Regions from separate parts of the Capsicum annuum genome. Here region 1 is linked to region 2. A link is a contact called in public Hi-C data. All regions are on one chromosome and are shown on one strand. Each heading gives the region's core, a stretch centred on a gene start, on an enhancer-like site or on the middle of the called end of the contact. The rest is flanking DNA. Distances are from core to core; before and after follow the strand shown.

Evidence for each region. A called contact is a pair of places that touch in the nucleus more often than the background predicts.
Region 1: a Hi-C map of placenta shows a contact between it and region 2, with 4 times the contacts expected there. The contact joins the promoter of LOC107870845 here to the promoter of LOC107850391 in region 2. A contact is called at or near these places in 2 of 5 Hi-C or Micro-C datasets (leaf and placenta).

The regions. Positions count from the first base shown.
Region 1 is chr12:198,507,799-198,511,667 of UCD10Xv1.1, forward strand. It overlaps LOC107870845 (1-phosphatidylinositol-3-phosphate 5-kinase FAB1B), which reads right to left and starts at 1,851. Exons shown (of 13, transcript XM_047400947.1): 1 at 1,781-1,851; 2 at 743-941; 3 at 1-634. The coding sequence starts at 409.
Region 2 is chr12:198,133,200-198,136,540 of UCD10Xv1.1, forward strand. It overlaps LOC107850391 (KH domain-containing protein HEN4), which reads right to left and starts at 1,633. Exons shown (of 11, transcript XR_007048283.1): 1 at 918-1,633.

The DNA.
Region 1 (3,869 bases), core at 601-3,100, 370 kb after region 2:
TTCCACTAGACTTGAAGCTGATAAAACTGGCTGTAGAAAGCGAAGAACTGGCATGAAGATTAGCAACCTGAGCTCCATGATGAACACTAGAAACTAAACCTTGCTCCCATTGTTTGAAACAATAATTGCAAACCCTGACCTTTTCCCACTCTTCTCGTAGTGGTCTTGGATCATTGGATGGAGAAGGAATCCAATTGGACGTGCACTTGGCGCAGAAAACTCGTCCACAAAGACGACAGTGATGCCTCCGGTTAAACAAAGTGAATTGAGAATCACAGTCATAGCACACCCTACAACTGTGATCGGGCATCCAAAAATCCCTCGACACATTATCAGGCTCAGACCGCCAAGGGATCCATGACTTCAGTAACTTCAACAGATCAGAGAATGTCCTATTTGAGGCATCCATCAAACAAACTAGAGGCCTTTGCCTCTCATTCCTATGACCTCCTCATTCAGTAACAAAACTCCATATATACAATTACAGGAACAAATCAACCTTAAAGAAGAGGTCTTATCCAACCAACAAAACTAAGCATTCAAGAATCAACAAACTCTTCACTGATTATTGATGCTTTACAACTCATGATTAACCAATCAGTATCCTCCAAACCCATAGATATCAAAAGTAACTCTGGCACAAAGATGAGATTTCTTTAAGCTATCATCCAAATCAAAAAACACGATAACCCTACTTAAACAAAATCAATTCAGAACCAAAAAATATAGATATCCAAATCACCTCAATAGCAAAAGATTGAAACTTTTAACCTTAAGAAAGAGGTCCCATTAAGCCCCCTAACAAGTGGCTGGCATTCAAGAATCAACAAACTCTTCACTGATCATAGAACCACTATTATTGATGTTTTACACCTCATGGTTAACCAATCAGCATTCTCCAAATCCACTGGCACAAAAATGGGATTGCTTTCAACTGTCATCTGAATCAAAAACATGACAACCCCACTTCAAGAAAATCAATTCAGAAAATCCCAATAGGAAAGAAACCAAAAAATATGTACACCCAAATCACCTCAACAGAAAAAGTTTGAAACTTTCTGATCCAACCAACAGATTAAAGCCCCTTAACAAGTGGCTGCCATTCAAGAATCAACAAAACTCTTCACAAACTTATAGATATCAAAAATGGGCACCCTTTAAACTGTCATCTGAATCGAAAACACAACCACCCCACTTCAAGAAAACCAATTCACAAACACCCCGTACAAAAAGTTCTTAACGCCAATAGGAAAAAACATTAGACAATATCCGAATCACCTCAACATCAAAAGATTGAAACTTTAACCTTAAAAGCCCATAACAAGTGTCTGACATTCAAGAATTAACAAACTCTTTACTGATTATACCCCTAACAAGCCACTATTCTTGATGCTTTACAAAACTCATGATTAATTAATTAGCATTCTCCAAATCCATAGATATCACAACTAGCATCTGAAACAAAAACACAACAAACCCCACTTCAAGAAAATCAATTCAGAAACACCCCCTATGAAAGAAACCAAAAAAAAAAAAGAAAGATATTCAAATCACCAAACAGCAAAAAGATTGTAACTTTAACAGTTTTCTTGATTCTCCACAATCAATATACATACATAATAAACCTGAAATCAAATATATCCAATAGGAATAAATTGAATTTGATAAATTATCCTTAAATAAAGATCAGCCATTTTCATATTTAGTGAATCTAAACAAAACATTCTTTTTTTTTTTTTGAATATATAAATGAAACAGAAAAACAAGAAAAGGACAGTGCCTTTTTAATTTTAATGCAATAAATTTCTGACGCCGCAATTTACTTTTTGCAGGATCGAATTTATGGGGTCAAAATCAAATGGATCATCAGGTGAAGACAAAAATTATAGTAGAAAAACGTATCCAATTGTAGTTTGCCATGTAGGATTAATAGATCCCACTCATGCGGAAGGTGGTTAGGTGATGCACCTTTTGCTAGTGAATAGATTGGAGGAAGAATTATGTTAGGAAGGTATAAGGCATAAGGTCTAATAATTTCGTGACAACTGTAAATTATTTTATTTTATATTTGGTTGAAGTTTAGATTATTTATCACAATATATAACTTAATTGTAAAATATTTATTCTACATATATGATCTATAACTTATTCCAATAGAACTTATTTTTGAATAAACAAAATTAACATGTTCTCAGGATAATTATCCCAAGTTCTCGGATAAACAAAATTAACATGTTCCCAGGATAATTATCCCATTTTATTAGAAGAAGTTTGGTAATAAAACTCTCTGAAGATTATAGTTTAGGGTTATTTCTAGACCAATTTATCTTGTTTGGGTCCATTTAAGAGATAGTGTAAAATAAAGTGTAAACAATATAAATTTTTTAGGCAATGAAAATAAATTATTTTACAGTTCTTTAATTAAAGGCAGTAATTAGCCAACATTAAGTCGTTCATTGATAGAACATGTAACTGATATTTGAATTTTAAAAAAAAAAATTATACATAATTTTTTTTCTCGTGCTTCAAGATCTGATAAGTCAAAAAACAACCACTTTCTTCTGCACCCGTTCTTTAAAACTACTAAAATCTTCTTCTACATACGTTCTTCAATACTAGTAAAATCAATATGAATAACCCTGTATTGTTGCGACATTCTGGAATTCGGGAGTCAGAAATTATTTATACATCATACAAAAGTGACGCAATAGTAATTTCGATAAATGCGGACGAGTCAATCACAACCGCAAGACTTGCGATTTCTTTCCAAAGGAATCATGAAGAATATAATGAGGTTTTCTATATGCGGATGCTTTGAATGGTTTTGGTTGTATAAATATTTTTATTAATTTTTTTTTGAAATGCTGGAGCAAGTAGTATATTTTTTTTTTATTGATTATAGATGTTAATTTCTTTAATCAATGATTTATATTAGTATAAAAATTTTAAGCTTTTTTCCTATATCATAGTTCGTAATCATATAACTTGAAGTTAGAACATGATTATAAATGCACATTAATTATGTAACTTACCCTCTATAGGAGTAAGTAATTATTGAAAAGCACGGTGTATTAAACCGTTGTACATTAATAGTTAATGTGTAATAAATGTATGATATAGCATTATACGTTTTTAAAATGTATGATGTTAGAAATACAATAACAAAATTTAACTGAATTCAATTTTTTAAAAAAAAAAAATTATATAGAGTATCATTCTAGTAAATTTACGAATGTATAATATGTTTTTATAAAGTCAAATCAATGTATAATAAATGTCTGCCTTTTCAGTAAACGTTTGAATGTATAATAAGTTGTTATACATTCAAAGCAATGTATAGTGAAACTATGTCATTCCAGTAGACTTACGAATGTATAATATTTGATTATATATTCGTATCAATGTATGATATAGCATCATACATTATAAATGTGCATAGTATTAACAAATTCTGTAATTTTTTTACAAGTAATAAACGTTTTACAACATGTATGTTGTTATGTAATACATACTTTTAAAACGTATTAGTCTTTAGTTCAATGTAAGATTCACTTATAAGCAAAGGTATATAACATGAAACATACTATGTGTTCAAAATACAATGTAACATTCATTAGTAATATGTTGTTTTATTCATTAACAAAATAAGTGAAAGGGAAATTCAATAAGTACCATGAATCAGTTAGTAATATTGTAGTAGAGTCTCAATGACTAGAAAGCATATTCTCATAAGATGAAGACATCCATAAATGTAAATTAACATCTAGAAAGTAATTTTTGAATTCGTTTAACATTAACTACAAAACTAAGATTTAGTTGATTCAATTCCGACTGTTATTAAATAATGCTACTCTAAAGTAACAATTGCA
Region 2 (3,341 bases), core at 383-2,882:
TGACTCAATTTTGTCTTTCAATTATTTCAACATATCTCTACAAACCCAAGTATAGTACTAATATATTCCAACTTCTTCCTCTTAAATTCCATTTTGGATACTGCTATTGATGAAACTATACTTTGGAAATCTGAGCACACAAGACAACAGAGAATCTATCATAAAGGAACATTTATTCCACTTTTTGAGTATTTAGCTACTACCTCTGTTTCATGTTACTTGGCTCATGTTGACTAAAACCTAATCCCTTTTTTGTAAGACCCCCAGAGAAATATGCGGGTACACCCCCTAAGAAAGCTTTAATTACCCCCTCGTTTCATATTATTTGGCCCATCTTGACCATCTTCATATTATTTGGCCCATCTTGACCTACCACACCCCTAAAGGAAGCTTTAATTAAAGGTGGATTTTACTAAACTAACCTTATGGATGATGCTTTGTAGCTGTAAACTTGATAGTAGAGCAAAAAAAATAGTAAAACTCTCTTGATTGGCTAAAACGGATAAGTAAAAACGAAACATCAATTTTTAGCAGAGGCCAAGTAAAATAAGACGGAGGGAGTAATTTACACATCGGAAAATCCACTCTTTCTACTAGTGCTCCTTTAAGTACCAAACAAGCATAAAACTCAGCTTCGGTACAAAGAAAACAAATTACTCCATGTGATAAATGATACTTCCTCTGTCCCAATTTACCTAACAAACTTTCATTTTTAGTCGGTTCCAAGAAGAATGATATTTTTCTATCTTAACAATAACAATTTAACTTTAAAATGTCCATTTTACTTTAATGAGATTGATTTATAGCCACACAAACATCTATGACTTGCTTAAGACCACAAGTCCATGCCAAGTCAAACAACATTATATAAACTGGGACAGGGAAGTAAAATTAGGGTGATGAAGGAAGTGCATTGCCTGAATTAACTCGTCGCCAGGTGAAGCACAAGGAGGAATCTGATCGTTTGACAAAACCCTAACTTGAGCTCCAGACTCTAATCTTATCTTCTCAATAACCTTCCCTCCTCTTCCAAGCACGCAACCAACCTGATAACTCGGTGCTAACAACCTACAAACCACATTTATATCCTTCCTCCCTTCGCCTTCCGCATTCCCTTCCTCATCCACTTTCAAAATCCTCTCAAAAACTCTAATCAACGCTCGCTGCGCCTGCGATGCCGACATCGACAACGACAACTCCTCATCATTCACAACTTCTTCCACATTGCAATTAGCTATAATAACTATAACACGCTCATCGCACCCTGATAGCGAATCATCAATCCGGATTTTGGCACCGGTTTCTTCTCTAACCTGGCGGATTGTAGCGCCACCTTTGCCGATTAAGCCGCCAGTTTTATCAGCCGGACAGAGGATTTTGAAGAAAGTTTCACCGGGAGAGAGCTTCGGAAAAAGCGACGGAGGAGGAGGCGGTGGTGGTGTACGGAAGGAAGTTGCGGTGGAAAGGTGGCGGCGCTTGGCGGTGGGAGTGGAGGCTGCGGGTGTGTCTAAATGGCGTTTTTGTACTAAAGATGTGTCCATATGGAAGGGAAAATAGAAGCACGTAAAGTGGAGTAATAGTGAGAGGTGAGAGGGTTTTTAATTGTTTGCATTGAACACACTTGACATATTTTTTGAAAAAAAAAAAAAACGCTCAAATATTGAACTATTTAAAATGAGGAAAAGGATCAAAAATATTCTTAATATATTATAAATGGCTCAAAAATGTCTTCCTGAATCAAAAATACTTCTCATCCACTAATTTGAATAACAAATACCCTTAAAGTTAAATTAAGGTCTAATACTATCCCTCTTTTTAACAGAAGAAGCAGATGTAGCATAAATAATATTTTAAAATTAATTATGTGATACTCTTTTTATTGGTTCACATATAATTAAACCCAAATTTCTCCACAATTCTAGTCATTAATTCAAACTTATTGTCTTCTCTTCCACATCTTCTCTCATCCTTTTTAAAGCATCATACTCAGATAAGAATGTTAGAGCTGAAAATGAAATTGATGATGTTTCTCTCTTAGACTCAAAAGATGAAGACAATGAATATGATTAGTTACATCCTATTTGGATACTGATCAAATCTCAATTTGAAAGATTGAGATATTTAAAAAAAAAAAGATTATCTTGATGAAGTAGACTATCGGGAAACCCTCTATTTGAAAAAACAACTGATAGAGAAAGCTTGTAGACAAAGAGAAAAGAGAATTTTTTCGACTGGGATAAAGCCCTGGATGATGGGTGTTGGGCTTGGATTAATGGATAAATTATGAATAAATTGGGTCTAATTACATGTGGATCAATAAAAATAGTATCACATATTTAATTTACAAAATCATTTATGTCATATCAGCTTCTCCTAAAATGAGGGATAATTTTAGGCCTTTGATAACCGTAGGGACATTTTTTATCCACATAGGTGGATGGAGGGTATTGTTTATCCAATAGGTGGAAGGAAGGTATATTTGAGTCATTTCTAATACATTATAAGGATATTTTTGGCCTTTTTTAGTTTAAAATGATTTATTTTAATTTTTTACTCGATATTTGATTTCCACATTGGAGCCCCAGATAATACCATTATGATGTTCTTTTATTAGTCTACGCACTCTTTACATACACAAACATATATAGATTCTATGATTCGAATTTTGATCTTGGAATCTTTTGTTCTTAGTTTTACAGTTGAGTATTAATTTGAGACTCTGGGTTTTGTTAATTCGGATCGGGCACTACAGGGCTCATTTTGGAGGTGGCGCTCCCAACTGAATTTTCTCCATACCCAGGGCTCGAACCCGAGACTATCCTCCGTTATAAATTTGACTCATCTATGTCACTGTCGTTACAGAAAAATTTATTTGTGTAATTATTTTGCAATGTTGATTTTACAAAATTATTTTTTCCACATTACCTCTTATTAGAAGTTCACGTCACCTAATCTAAATCAACCAATCCTATATAAATATATATATATATATATATATATATATATATAGATAGATAGATATATATATATATAAGCAAAACTAAAAGTAAGACAAGAAGCCACGTGACAGAAGAATAGAAAGTCATGTGGCAGTTTTTAGGACAAACTTGATAGTATTGTAATAAAATTTTTGAATTAAAGAAGATTAAATTTGAAAAGGTTTAAAAGATTAGAAAATATTTGAATTTGAAAATATATCATCGAGTTTTAAATAGACTTTTACTCTTTTATAAATTTATCCATCTTAAAATTTGTAATGTTATAAAATATATTCGAATGAAATTTAATTAAATAATAAATAAATAAATAGTAAATAATAATAATTAATAGTAATAGTAGTA